3 separate regions of the Danio rerio genome follow, and all the other regions are linked to region 3. A link is a contact called in public Hi-C data. All regions are on one chromosome and are shown on one strand. The core of a region is the stretch at or near the end of the contact, and the rest is flanking DNA. Distances in the headings are between cores, read along the strand shown. Region 1 holds the start of tlx2 (T cell leukemia homeobox 2). Region 2 holds the start of nanos1 (nanos homolog 1). Region 3 holds the start of lbx2 (ladybird homeobox 2).

What was found. Hi-C and Micro-C count contacts between places; a contact is called where the count stands out from the background.
Region 1: a contact with region 3 is called in a Hi-C map of embryo, with 2.9 times the contacts expected there. The contact joins the promoter of tlx2 here to the promoter of lbx2 in region 3. A contact is called at or near these places in 2 of 18 Hi-C or Micro-C datasets (both in embryo).
Region 2: a contact with region 3 is called in a Hi-C map of an unstated tissue, with 2.9 times the contacts expected there. The contact joins the promoter of nanos1 here to the promoter of lbx2 in region 3. A contact is called at or near these places in 1 of 18 Hi-C or Micro-C datasets (an unstated tissue) and 1 of 4 datasets of contacts at active chromatin or transcription factors (embryo).

The regions. Positions count from the first base shown.
Region 1 is chr14:6,207,154-6,211,968 of GRCz12tu, forward strand. It overlaps tlx2 (T cell leukemia homeobox 2), which reads right to left and starts at 1,342. Exons shown (of 4, transcript NM_153651.2): 1 at 437-1,342. The coding sequence starts at 911.
Region 2 is chr14:5,644,139-5,648,342 of GRCz12tu, forward strand. nanos1 (nanos homolog 1) reads left to right here and starts at 1,381. Exons shown (of 1, transcript NM_001305661.1): 1 at 1,381-3,806. The coding sequence starts at 1,381. The coding sequence ends at 2,067.
Region 3 is chr14:5,912,619-5,917,054 of GRCz12tu, forward strand. lbx2 (ladybird homeobox 2) reads left to right here and starts at 3,050. Exons shown (of 2, transcript NM_001007134.1): 1 at 3,050-3,686. The coding sequence starts at 3,359.

The sequences.
Region 1 (4,815 bases), core at 92-2,591, 290 kb after region 3:
TATTTATGTGTTGTTTCTCTGCTGCTGTTTTTTTAAACGTCTGCATTTTTATAGAAATTTATGGTCTTAATTTTCCATTCAATATACATTTATGGGCTTAATTTACATCAATTTACGTTAATTCAGCATGTTCTCTCTACGTAAAATTAATCCATTCAGTGAGGTACACTCTAAAAATGCTGGGTTGTCATAACACAACGTCGGGTCAATGTTTTTAATTAATTTTAAATAAAAAAGTCTTTTTAATCTAACAGCTGGGTTTGTCCATTTTGACCCAACGTTAGGCTACAACAACCCTGCATTTTCAGACTGTATTGATATTAGTTATAGCTAGACATTGACTGAAAAGCAAACGGATTGTCAGTCCTCGTTATCATTGGTCATAATTACACTATTTCTCCCAAAATTAATGGCTTTAAATATCATCAAGTGTTACCTGTCAGTCTATCCTTCGCAAACCTTCTGCTGCTCTCCATCCAGGGGAACGTGAAACTGTGGGGGCTGCCCATACTGGGTACTGTGGGCATAGTGGGAATTCCCGCCGCGATGCTCGGTGGATGGCCAGCCGTCGGTTGGTGAGGTGCGGGTGGCATGGGTCTGTGGGCCGGGACGCGGATGACACCTCCAGCGTTCCCCGAGTTCACATTAACGTTCATATTCATGCTCACATTCATGTTCATGTTTACGTTGTAGGAACCTGCTAGTCCTGCCGCCATCGAACAGGCCGGATACATGCTGTTGTAGCCGTTGTAGACGTTCGGCGTGAGCGCGTAGTCCGGGTCGCCGGTTCGGCTGGGCAGCATGCAACTACTCGACTGGTCCGAGCCATTGAGGATCTGATCTATTCCAAAGCTGATGGTTTCGTGCTGCTGGTGGGTCTGGTTCACCTCTTCGATCCCCGTGTGCTCCATCTCCGCGGTTCTATATGTTACGCACAGCTTGGAAGGTTGTTTAATTCCTAAAACTTAGATTTATTCCCAAAGGTGTTTATTTAGAAAACAAAAAAACAAAAAATATTCTTCCTTGGAGTGTTTAGAGCCCATGCAATTAATATCAATGCCACACCACACACACATACAAAAAATACGAACAGAAATCACTCCCTCGCGATCAAATCGGCGTTATCCAACACTTTCTTGCACTGCGTCTGTCTGTTGCTCAGTTCCATGATGATGCCTAAAAAGCAGCTCGACCGTGCTCCGCGGTTAAACCCCGGAGTGATGAGTTGCCAAGTTGTAGCAAAGAAAACTGACGCGTTTCTGGAGTACCTCAGAAAGGCGCACGGCCCAGACTTGAGCTCATCGCTGTTATCTAAAGTGAAGTGTTAACTGTCCGATACGTGCATATTAATTGTCGTGAGCTGAAAATGTCCTGTTCACGCTCCTCTTGAAGTGATCTCGAGCAGGTGAGACAAACCCCTTCTGCCCAAACTCTGTCACGCGCCTCTCCATTGGCTCTTGCGCGCTTCTGTAGACAATGCCTCTCGCCCGCACCCCGCTCTTAAAGAGCCCGTTCTGTTTTTTTACTAGGGCTGTTTCACAGTTCACGCTTTAAAATAAACCGTTTCATGTTCATGGAGGGAATAAAAATAGCAGTAGAGTTATGATAAAATTTTTTGATGCAATTATAGTTTAACAATATTTTTCTCAGTTTCTCTAAAAAATAGCAATGAGGCATTTTTTGGAGTTATCAATGTTTTTGGGGAAATTGTTTGGCAAATTAAAATCTGTGTGGTTACCCAGCTTGCAGGAAGCCATTTTGATGTCATGTGACAATAAAACGTACAACAGGCTGTGGGTCAAGGTCAATTTTTTAACACATTTAATTGTTTCTATTGTTGCTTAAAACTTGTTGTGCTTCATTAATATGGCGTATTTTTCTTAATACATGGATATTTGTATAGTTTATGGTATACAGTCTCAAATGAAACCAACCTGAATAGAAAAATAATGGATTTAACGTAATGGCTTAATTATCTTGTTTGCTAACCTTTTTAAGGTAAGACATTTTTCTGACCTAATAATAATAATAATAATAATAATAATAATAATAATAAGGTCATACGCCGCATTAAAAAAAACATATGCCAGAATAATTGGCGATTTATTCCGCTGTGGCGGCCCCTGATGAGTTAGGGATTATAGTGAGTGAACAATAGGCTAATATATTATTATTAATAATAATTATAGTAACAATGACAATAATAATAATAATAATAATAATAATAATAATAATAATAATAATAATAATTGCGCCTGGAAAGTCATACGCCGCATAAAAAAACATATGCCAGAGTAATTGGCGGTTTATTCCGCTGTGGCGACCCCTGATGAATCGGGCAGGCCTACTAAGCCCATGTATAGTAAATAATAATAATAATAATAATAATAATAATAATAATAATAATAAACACATTTGATGTTTAATGATTTGAAAGACAACATGCCAAACTAATGCATATTACTATTAATTTCCCCATTGATTAAAAACCTAAATGTTCGGATCAATTAAGAAAAGGGCTCTTAAGGTTTCGTCAAGGGTACAGAAACATGCAGCTTTACACATGGCAATGCGTTTGCTTAATCAAATGAAACTGAATTTCATTGAAGTGCACTTGCCTTTGGCTGCGTAAAATAAAGGGCCAAGCCAGAGAAGCATCAGTTGCCTTTAGTGATGCAGAAGCCGGTGTGATTGGCGCAAATAATTTAACCTTTTTTTCGCCTGAAGCTACAGTGGAAGATTCTCCTCTTTCAATTCAATAAAAATGAAAAATGGCGCATAATAAAACCTGAAAGCAAGGAAAACGAATTTAATATATCATCGTTTTATTACGTACTTATTTCAGCTTTCGCTCGAATAAAAATATTTCTCCGCAGCACAAAGTGGCTAGAGGGAAGCATAAAAATCAATTTTCTGAATACAAAGCTGTATCAATAATAAGCGCTCTTGTGTGTCTCAATAGCAGGAAAACATGTTGTTGGTTCTCAATGATATCGAATCAAGCAACCCGGAGTCGTGGCTTTTAACTGCACCAGGTCGTGTCGTGAAACAACAACATCAAAACCCATCTCAGTCACAGCCAGGCTTTGAAAATGGGCGTTTGTTGTCATATGTGAAAACGTCATCATTTGGGCATGCATGCATGCAGATTGTGCATATTCAAACCGAAGCTATTGCTTTACATAAATGATGATTATATTTCATTGCTTTGGCAAAATGGTGATGATGATGAAGATGATGGTGTTTAGTCGGGATCATTAACGTATAGAACAGAGATGCCCAAAGTAGGGCCCAATGTAATGTAACCTTTGATTTGGCCCATCATTCCATCTGAGAAGAGAGTGAGAATGATGGAGAGGGCTGGGGCAAATGCTTTCAACACAGAGATCGCCATTTCTAATTTAATAACGTTGTTCGTTTGTTTCATTGCAGAGAAAGAGAAAACGAATTAAATGGTTCAGTTAAATGTTGTAAATTAATCTGATTTTTCCCAGTACTGACTTGCGGGCATCCGCTGCGTAAAACATATGCTCAAATAGTTGGCGGGTCATTCCGCTGTGGTGACCTCTGAAATACAGACTAAGCCGAAGGAGAATGAATGAATTAATCTGATTTTTTAAAATGTAAATACTGTCACTCGATTGATAGAGGACTATGCAAAAGACAGGGAATTAAGCCAATGTCTGCAAAAGCAGAGCAATTGTGTCATAAATAAGAATGTTTTTGTTTTTACTGTAATAAGTTTATTATAAAATGTAAAAAAGTATACTGTATTGGTTGTTATAAAGGAATGTGGTCATTTTTGAATAGCCTACTATTAAAAAAATAAGGAAACCACACATGGCAGCTATGTTTCGGCCAACTCAATCATGTTTGGTCCTTCAGAAGAAAAAGTTTGGGCACCCTATAGAGCTTTAGAACATTACTGTTTTAAAGGCCCATCTGAGGTCATCATGAGACAACATTCACCATGAACCAGTAATGAATGAATAAATAAATAAATAAATGAACTCGATCACAATTTACCGGCAGAATTAACTATTATTTCCCGCCTTAATTTCTGTGATTCCTTAAGATCTAATTTCGTGCACATTCACATTCCTCCAGCAGTTATTTTCCCTCAGATTGCTTTCTTTTAACCACAGTTATTATCCAACTAAATGAACTCTGCTCAAAATATTTTAATTGCGTTTCTCTCTTGCTATTATTGAGCTGAATTCAATTCCACAACGCTCCGGTTGTTTTCGTCAGCAGTGAACGTTGAATACAATTACGTTTTAAGCACGGAGGCAAAATATTATCTGATGGTTACTAATTGGTTTAAGTTGTAATTATTTGTAACACTAAGAAGCACTCAAAAGATTGAACCTGACAAACCGCGCCTACCCAACTCTTGTTTCATTTCATTAGGTGCTATGGAGTGTTTATTCCAAATTCCATCCAATTAATGTCCTGTACAGACGTTGCAATGTAGACTCAAGGCAGAAATATTTTCAAACGAGAACGTCTGAAATGCTTGCAGAGATCATTTGAAAACAAATACAGTCATTATTTTAGTAGAATTCCAGTCAGATTTTAGACGGTGTAGTGTAAACAATAGCAGGCAACTTGTATTTGTCTGATAGCAGAAAGCGATCTGGCTGCTGTTGCTATGCTTACTTACCCGTTAAATATTCCTACACTGTAAAAAAAAATCCTGGTTTTCGTAATTTTCAAGCTGAATCAAATTAACCTTGAGTACACTGAACTAGTATTATGTTAAACAGACTAAAAGCAGCTTGCGTAACTTAACTTATCAAGTTAATTAAGTTATAG
Region 2 (4,204 bases), core at 131-2,630, 270 kb before region 3:
AACTGATTGCAAACAATTTATACACTGTATTAAATTCCAAGGATTTTACATGTTACTGTAATTTTTCACAGTAAATTACATTGCCACAGTGTACATTGCAACTAAGTGCCACTTTACAGGGTTTAACTGTTAAATTATACGCATTTTAATGTGAAATTAAGGCAGGCATCATGATTACAGTAAAGTACTGTAAAAATGCTTTATCTTTTGCGCATTAGTTATAGGAATTCAAACACTATTTATATTTTATTATACACAGAAATTAATACACATTAACTTTAATGCTATTACAGGCACCTTTTTATATTTAAAAAATATTTTATGAATTATTGGTATTATGAACTACCTTACAATAGTTTACTGTGGATTTACACACCTTACTGTGAAAGTAATGCAATTATTAACCATTAATTTACTGTAAATTTAAGGTCAGATATTTTGCATTGTATGGGCTGAATTCAATTTAGTAATGCTCAACTATTTTTTTATTTATTTTTAATTCAGCCTACACTGAAAAAAAGTTATGTCTGCAAAAAATTGTTGCAAACAATTTATGTGTTGAGTTTAAACAAACAAATTTAATTTAATAATGTTAAAATTTGTTTGTTTGTCTAAATTTAGCCCAAATAAATTGTTTATAACCACTTAACTTAAAAAACAAAATGAGCAAATCCAAGGAATCATCTTTGAGTCATATTTTTAGTGTATATAAATAGTTTAAGCCATTATATAAATTATATATATATATATATATATATATATATATATATATATATATATATGTTTATTTTTTTTATTTTTTTTAACTACAGTGAAATAATGTATTATTATTGTTGTTGTTGTTTTCATTATTATTATCATTATAATGTCAAATGTTGACATGAGCACATGAAGTATTAGCTACATTAGAATGCTAGCGTTTTGGTAGTATTTACTTGATTTTTTGTCAATCTGACAGAACACAAAGCTTACCTTTCTAAGCACTACAAAGTTAAACTTACAATTTGAAAATGATATTAATGATAATAATCATCATCTTAGACCAGATGACGTGTCACTGTCCCTTAAAACGAGCCATGATCAACGAGCAATCTCTCTATAACGAGCCCTGCTATATTTACGCCATCACAAAGCAGTGTCTGGTGTCATTCCACCGCAGTGAACAGTCGCTGGTCATGCAGGAAGAAAACACGCTGTGGATCCGCTGCTCAGAAACTTGCTTTGAAACAGAGCCCCGCCCTCCTCCTGCCTCTCCTGGAGCCTTATAACCAGATGCTGCTCCTCAGACGCACATACCCAAGAAACGCACTGGACTTGAGCGCACTTCCAAACCTGACGGAATATACATACATCGTGTTTGTTAAGCTGAGCGAAGCAGACATGGATTTTCTGAACCACAACTACTTGAGCGCGCGCGCCTCCTACGATTACACCTTTAATTTCTGGAATGACTATCTCGGCCTGTCCACGCTGGTGACCAAGAACAGCAAGCACAGCGTCCCGCAGAATCCCAACTCCATCACGGAGTCGCTGAAAGCCACCCTGGGCTTGGACGACAGCCCTCCGTGCCCGTGCGTAATGGGCGAAGGCGACAGCGGAGGACACCTGGATTCCTGCTGCTGCCCCCCGCCCGCCTCCATCTCCATCCTGGACCTGAAGGAGCGCTTCTCCATCCTGAGCCCCTTCCAGAACCAGAACCAAGGCTCGCTGCTGTCCTCCTCCCAGGAGAGGGAGATTGGCATAGGAGGGGGATTTGCAGGATTTGACCTGTTCGGCGTGGAGAGGAAGATGAGGAAACCTGCCGCGCGCAATAAGCAGGAGCCCAAGATCTGCGTCTTCTGTCGGAATAACGGCGCTCCGGAGGAGGTGTACGGCTCGCACGTGCTGAAAACCCCGGACGGGAGGGTCGTGTGCCCGATCCTGCGGGCGTACACATGCCCCCTGTGCAGTGCCAACGGGGACAACGCGCACACAATAAAATACTGCCCTCTCTCCAAAGACCAGCCTGCCCAGAGAGTGCTGAAGGGAGGCAGAGCTGTGGGCGGTAAGCGAGTGAAAATCTTCTAAAACAAAAAGGAAACGAACGACACGAGACTCCTATAGACTTCACATGTATTGCACTGAACATTTTCTTTCAGATGACTGTTCTGATTGACTGGCTTTCCCGAGTCTTAACTACTAGGCAAAACAAATAAGATGATATCAATGTTTTTGTTAAACGAAACACACAAAAAAAAATCTCTTATATTTTTATAGATACTTTATTTCCATAGTTTATCGCATACTTTATTCATAAAAAAGCTATTTTTGTTTCCTTTTCACGCATAGGTTTTTAGATGTTTATTCACGAGTCACGGTTTATGTGTGCGCGCGCGCGCGCGTCAGAGAGATGAGATGTTATTTTTGTCGAAAATGGGAAACGTGAATGTTGGCACCAGAGGAATATTTGCTCTTCTGTTCAGCTCGAGTATTTTACTTCACTGTAAGCAAAGCTTGCACCTCGTTTTTTTGTCTTTAAACCAAAGTTTATTTTTTTGCCATTAAGCGATTTTGAAGAATGTTCCACATGTCTTCGTTTATGAACTTTAATCCCATTCCCCTGAAAGTCCACTCCGCGGCTTCCCGACGTCTGCGAGCAGAGCAACACAATAGAGGCTCTGTTGCGCGTTCGTGTTGTCAGCATAACTTCATAATCGGACTAATTATTTCAAAACCCACTGACAGAGACGGGCATTTTACATTACAAGGTTCTTGTTTGACGCATACCGAATATTTTGGGATTTCCAGCAGCTCCAGAAAGCGTGTAAGATGAGCGCTGTAATGTAAAGTGCGTCCGCAGGCTATTCTTCTGCATGAGGTGCCCTTTCAATGTTTACACCCCTGCTAAGGGGAACACACACTGGAGACAAAACAAAAGTCCTATGGGTGCCTCTCTTCAGCTCGATACAAAGTTCACCTTTCTCCAAAACATCACAAGAGAGAGGTTTACAAGAAACAGCTCTTCAAGGGTCCACGGTGGAATATAGCACGTATGAATGTTCTTAATAAAAAGCTTTTTTTGTAAAAACAATGTATTTGCCCCCTTTTTGCATTATGTACAATAATAAACCCCAAAATACACGACTTTAAAAAAAAGGATGCAAACATATTGTGAATGTACAATTTGACTCTTGCAGGACTGCACATTTCTGACAGTTATGTTTACCAAAGTAAGTCGATTTGAATGAAGTAAGGAACATAGATTTGCTGTATTGTAAATAACGACATAAACAAATGAGAATTAAGTGATGTCTATTCAGTATTTTGCCGTTTAAAAGTGACTTCAGAGGGAACTACCTCACCAAGACTTTTGTACTTACATGTAAAATGTGGACAGCGGTTTATTAATATAGTGTACCATTTATAACAAGGGTTTATAATAGTATTTTTGATCTTTGTATAACATAATTGTATTTTTTTTTCTTCAGTGCATTCTGCGGAGGAAAGTGAAATCCCAATAAGCTCCAAGCATTGTTTGCTAATAGGTGACAGCTGTATATAATATTAATAAATAATGATGATGATGATATGCATTTTAAGTTGTTGTTCAATGTGACATTCTTGGTTTGTGAGAAAGACTAAGAATCAAATGTTGAAGACATGGGCCAGTTTGCCACTTTTAACTGCGGTTTGTAATTAAATTGAAAGAGTAAAAAAAAAAAAAACACACACTGTTGAATTTTTTTATTTATATTTTGTCACAATTTCCCTGTATGCTGCTGTGCAGAAAATAAAGAGATGAATTCACTAGAGAAATAAACAGCTTATGAAACGGTTCAACTGGTGTTTGCGGATTGTGTTCGGCAGGCCCGTGTGAAGCCTGTGTCAGTGTCACAATAAGGGTCTTTGTGAATCCCACCTCATTCCCATCACCACTCAAGGCCTCTCATCACCAACACAACCCTTTCCTCTCTTCATAAATGTTACAAAACAGAGACAAAGGCGAGGAGAACAAAAGAGAAGCTCCTCTGATGACTTGAAAAACAAACATTAAATGTGCATTGTTGAAGTCTGAACTATTAGCCCTGCTGAATGATTAGCCCCCCGTATATTTTTCCACCAATTTCTTTTTAATGGAAAGAAGATTTTTTCAACACATTTCTAAACATAATAACTTTAATAACTCATTTTTATTAACTGATTTATTTAGTCTTTGCCATGTTGA
Region 3 (4,436 bases), core at 1,800-4,299:
ATAAATATATATCAGTTCTGTTTTATGTTGTTCCATTTGTTGCATTGATAAAACGAGTCAATCCCTTGCACAGTAGCTTTATCCCATAAATGTTTGGAGTAGCCCGATCACTGCCACCTCCATCTGCGTATCTGCTGAGGGAAGTGACGCAGACACGGGCTGGGCGAAAATAAAACTCGTGCTCCCCCTAAAGCCTTGATGATTGATGATGTCAGGTGTTCTGTTTCTAATTAACGTTTAAATTAGGCCAAAGAAAAGCTTTCGAATTAGCGCTGCTCCGCTTGAGACCGTCAGGATCCTCTCCGAGCGGTTTGGAGAAGAGAGATGGCGGGGATTATCTTTAGAACTAATAATGCTCGCGCATTTGAGAGAAATGTAACACCATGTTCAGCTTCGGTTTCTCTACCCGCCCTCTGTGGGGTAATGCGAATGTGCTATTGTTGGCGCTGAAGGGCATCATTCTCCCTATCAGAAATCCTATCTATCCACATTACATTAATAGCCGTGTATCATTTAATAGGTTTAGCAGCTTTGCTCTGACCTGGCATTCCGGGGTGACCAATTCGTTAAGGACATTTGAAGCCGACTGGACTGATAAGAGTAATTATTTTTGCTCACCCTTTATAGGTTGTATTAGTTAATGTTAGTTAATGCATTTACTAACATGAACAAACAATGAACAACACATTTGTTGCAGTATTTATTGTTAGTTAACTAACGGTTCATTAACTATTGTTAACAAACACGAATTTGGATGTATTAGTAATTAATAGTGTTTTAGTAATAAATGCTGTACAAGCGTTGTTCATTATTAGTTCATGTTAGTAAATACATTAACTAATGAAACCTAATTGTAAAGTGTGACTTTATTTGTATTATTATTATTATTATTATTATTATTATTATTATTATTATTATTATTATTATTATTATTATTAACGCACATTTTAAACAAATGATAACAAATAATAGGCTGTGTTAAACCTATTTGATTTTATTTACAAAAATGTCAATTGTTGTTTTTTTATTGCATTTTAAATCTAATTAAATTTCTATGATAATATTTATAAAAAGCATGACCTTATTGAAATTTCAAATAGGTGTATTTCTTGTGTGCTCTGTAAAATTGTAAAAAGAAAAAATGTGCATTTCTGAAACAGATGTGACACGCGTAAACTCATTAGTATGTCTTTTGCAGTCTGGTTAGTTACATTTGTTCAATGCATTGGTGCTCATTTGCCATAAAATATTCTATTGAGTTTGGCCCTGTGTCGCCCACGTCGACCGCTTTGGACCCGCACTAATAGAATGTCGTGCTGTTTTTACTGCTCGTGAGCTGTTTGGCTCGTTTCAGTCCCTGTACGGATGTCACCATATGGTGCTCTTGGCACGGACAATGCGATATTTCAACCTGGCCATACATCGCAAATGACTCGTGTAAGAGAGACATCTATCACCCTAATCGATTATTGAAACCCTGTTAAATATTGTCAGATGTCAACGTCGCCGCTTGCTTTATTACCCAGTGTTTTATATTTATAGGGGGACCACCAAAATGTTCACCAGGCCTTAGCAAAGGTTTAAGCGAAGACATTTCAATTGTGTTTATTTTATAGGCCTGTTTACAATTTAGCAACTCAGTCATTAAGTGCCAAACCATTTCATTCATTTTACAAGTGATACAAATTTACCGTTTAAAACAATTAGGAGCACATCAAAAATAGATTATAAAGGCCTATAAAGGAAAAAAAAATGTTAATGTTTAAAAGCAAGGTGAATCGGACAAAGAAAACATATCGTAGCCTATTATGGATGCACCAAGAAATCACGACCTGTTGTGTAAGAATAAAAAAATAGATATGCTTTTGTTAAATATATTCTTCTGGTACATCAGCCGTTGCTTTCATATATCCGGTGCTTTCTAAAGAAAAAAACACGATGTATTCTTACCTGCATATTCTTGCGAGTCCCACGAGCATCATTTGAGATTCTCTCCGACGCGCATTGTGTCAGAACAGCAGTGCTGGAAGTAGGCTATATGCTGCTTTTTCTTCTTTACCCACGAGCATTTTTACAAATTCGTAGAATGGAACTGTCCAGTATATATATATATATATATATATATATATATATATATATATATATATATATATATATATATATATATATATATATATATATATATATAATTATTGATAAGTTCTTCAAGCGGTCTCTAAAATCATATGAAAAGGAAAAATTCCTGTCAAAAATATATAACGATAATAATCTTTTAAAAAAATGTATGCCCTTGCATAAAAAAGTCATTTAAGTATTGAAGAGGTTACTTCAAAAACCAACACATTTTGTTAGCATCAACATTGAAATGTATGGTGAAATTAGTGTAAAAAGGAATATACAAATTTGTGTATTTATATTGTGTAATATTATTGTTGTCCAATAACTGATGCGGCTTTCTCAGTAAAATAATTTGTATTGTGCTGAAAGCCTGGCGTTATGATGACAGCAGATACACAAGGTGTGAGACAATTACGCTGTCAAAACAGCCTCCAAAAGTGCAATAATCACACCCTGCAATATTAATTAGCAAGTTGTTGCCATTAGGGCAACTCTTGAATATATTATTACTGAAATATTGCATTTTTGAATGTCATCAATGTGGATTTTTATAGACATTTCTATAATGTTTCTGTACATTTTTCATCAATCATATTATTATTATTATTATTATCATCATTGTTGTTGTTTTGAAATTGAGTTGTTGTTTTAAAATGAAATTGTATTAATTAACGTACTGCTTTACTCAAGGCTGTGTTGGTGTTAATGAGCACACACTCTCCCTTTTCAGGGTGGTATACGGGTGGAGCACGTGGTTTTCCCTAAGTGGGAGTGGGATGCATCAACAGATGCATAAACATCCCGAGCCATCTCCCCTCTCTTTAAACTTCAGGGGGAAACTCCTCCTATTCTCGGTCCAATTCATTATTATGGTCTGGCCCTTTAAGACGACGGAGCAGCGGGTCAGCAAGTAGTGTAGTGTTTCTCTAATTGAACTTCACAAAAGCAATCAACAAGAACTCGTTAGCGGTTGCTTGCTGTTTTGAGGCTCCTTGAGACACTAAGGCTACACACGGTGAAGATCTTCATGGAGCAGCTCAGAGAACACCGCGTATGAGGACTAAAGTTCGGGTGCCTTCCTGCATGTGACGCCTGAAGCATGGTGCTTTTGGAGAGCCTCTTCAGAGTGAGGAACAACAACGATTTTTTGTAAAGAAAGGAACAGACAAGGCTTTTGTATGTATAAACAAGTTTGAGCGAGCTAGGTGACTTCTATTCGAAATAGTTTCTTGGGACTGAGATGACCTCCAGCTCTAAAGACATGAAAGCAGGATCCGTTTTGCAGTCCAGCGGCGAGGAGAGGCGGCGGGGTCCCTTGGACCAACTCCCACCTCCGGCCAACTCCAACAAGCCTCTCACCCCGTTCAGCATTGAGGATATCTTAAACAAGCCCTCCGTTAAGAAGTCCGTCGGTAGTTTGTGCCCTCCGCGGGTGCTGGAGAAAGTAACCGGCTCGAGCGCATCTCGGAACGGGATCAGCGCCCCGTCCTCGCCGTTGTGCGCGCTGGAGGAGCTGGCGAGCAAAACATTTAAGGGTTTGGAAGTCAGCGTTATACAAGCAGCAGAAGGTAAAAAGTTCATAATTATTAACGAATTATCGCACTTGTTTTCAATGCACATATGGATTTTTAGTGACGCTTTTGGAAAATGCGAGCCATCATTTTATAAATGCATGTTTTACACGACATCGATTAAACAAAATAGCCTTTTACGAACACATACAAATGTATGTGTACTATTTCTTACTTGTTAGTCAAAAGGAGCATATTTATTTCGCTTTTAGGTAAAAAAGAAGATAACCTTAGCTTATTTATTAAATTCTTTGTCATAGCCTACATATTTTTAAACCGAATTTCAATAGCGGTTCGTAGAGTGTGATTGTCACTATTTCAGGAATTTCACCCACCGCCCTGAAAATCAAAACTTCTTAGATTCTCAAGCAAATATCCCCTCTTAAAACAAGCAATCATTTTCTCGAATTGCTATTTTTAATTCATTTTTTTTTTATGAAATGTTTTGCCTTATCCGTTAATGTCAGTAGCTAAATTACCCTTTTCTACAGAACGAAGTTATTTTTATTTTCATATATATGATATATGATATATATGATATATGATATATATGATAAAAATCGACGTGCGTTTACGAGGATGTTAAAGTGATGGAAATCATTCATGTTTGCTTGACATATTTACTGAAAACAGTTCTAGATCATGACGTTCGTGTTGACATTGCAGAACTGTCTGTCTCTGTGGGTCAAACTAGCAGTTAAGGTCGTCGGTAATACGATTGAGGCCAGTCCTGTGGCGTGATAGGCT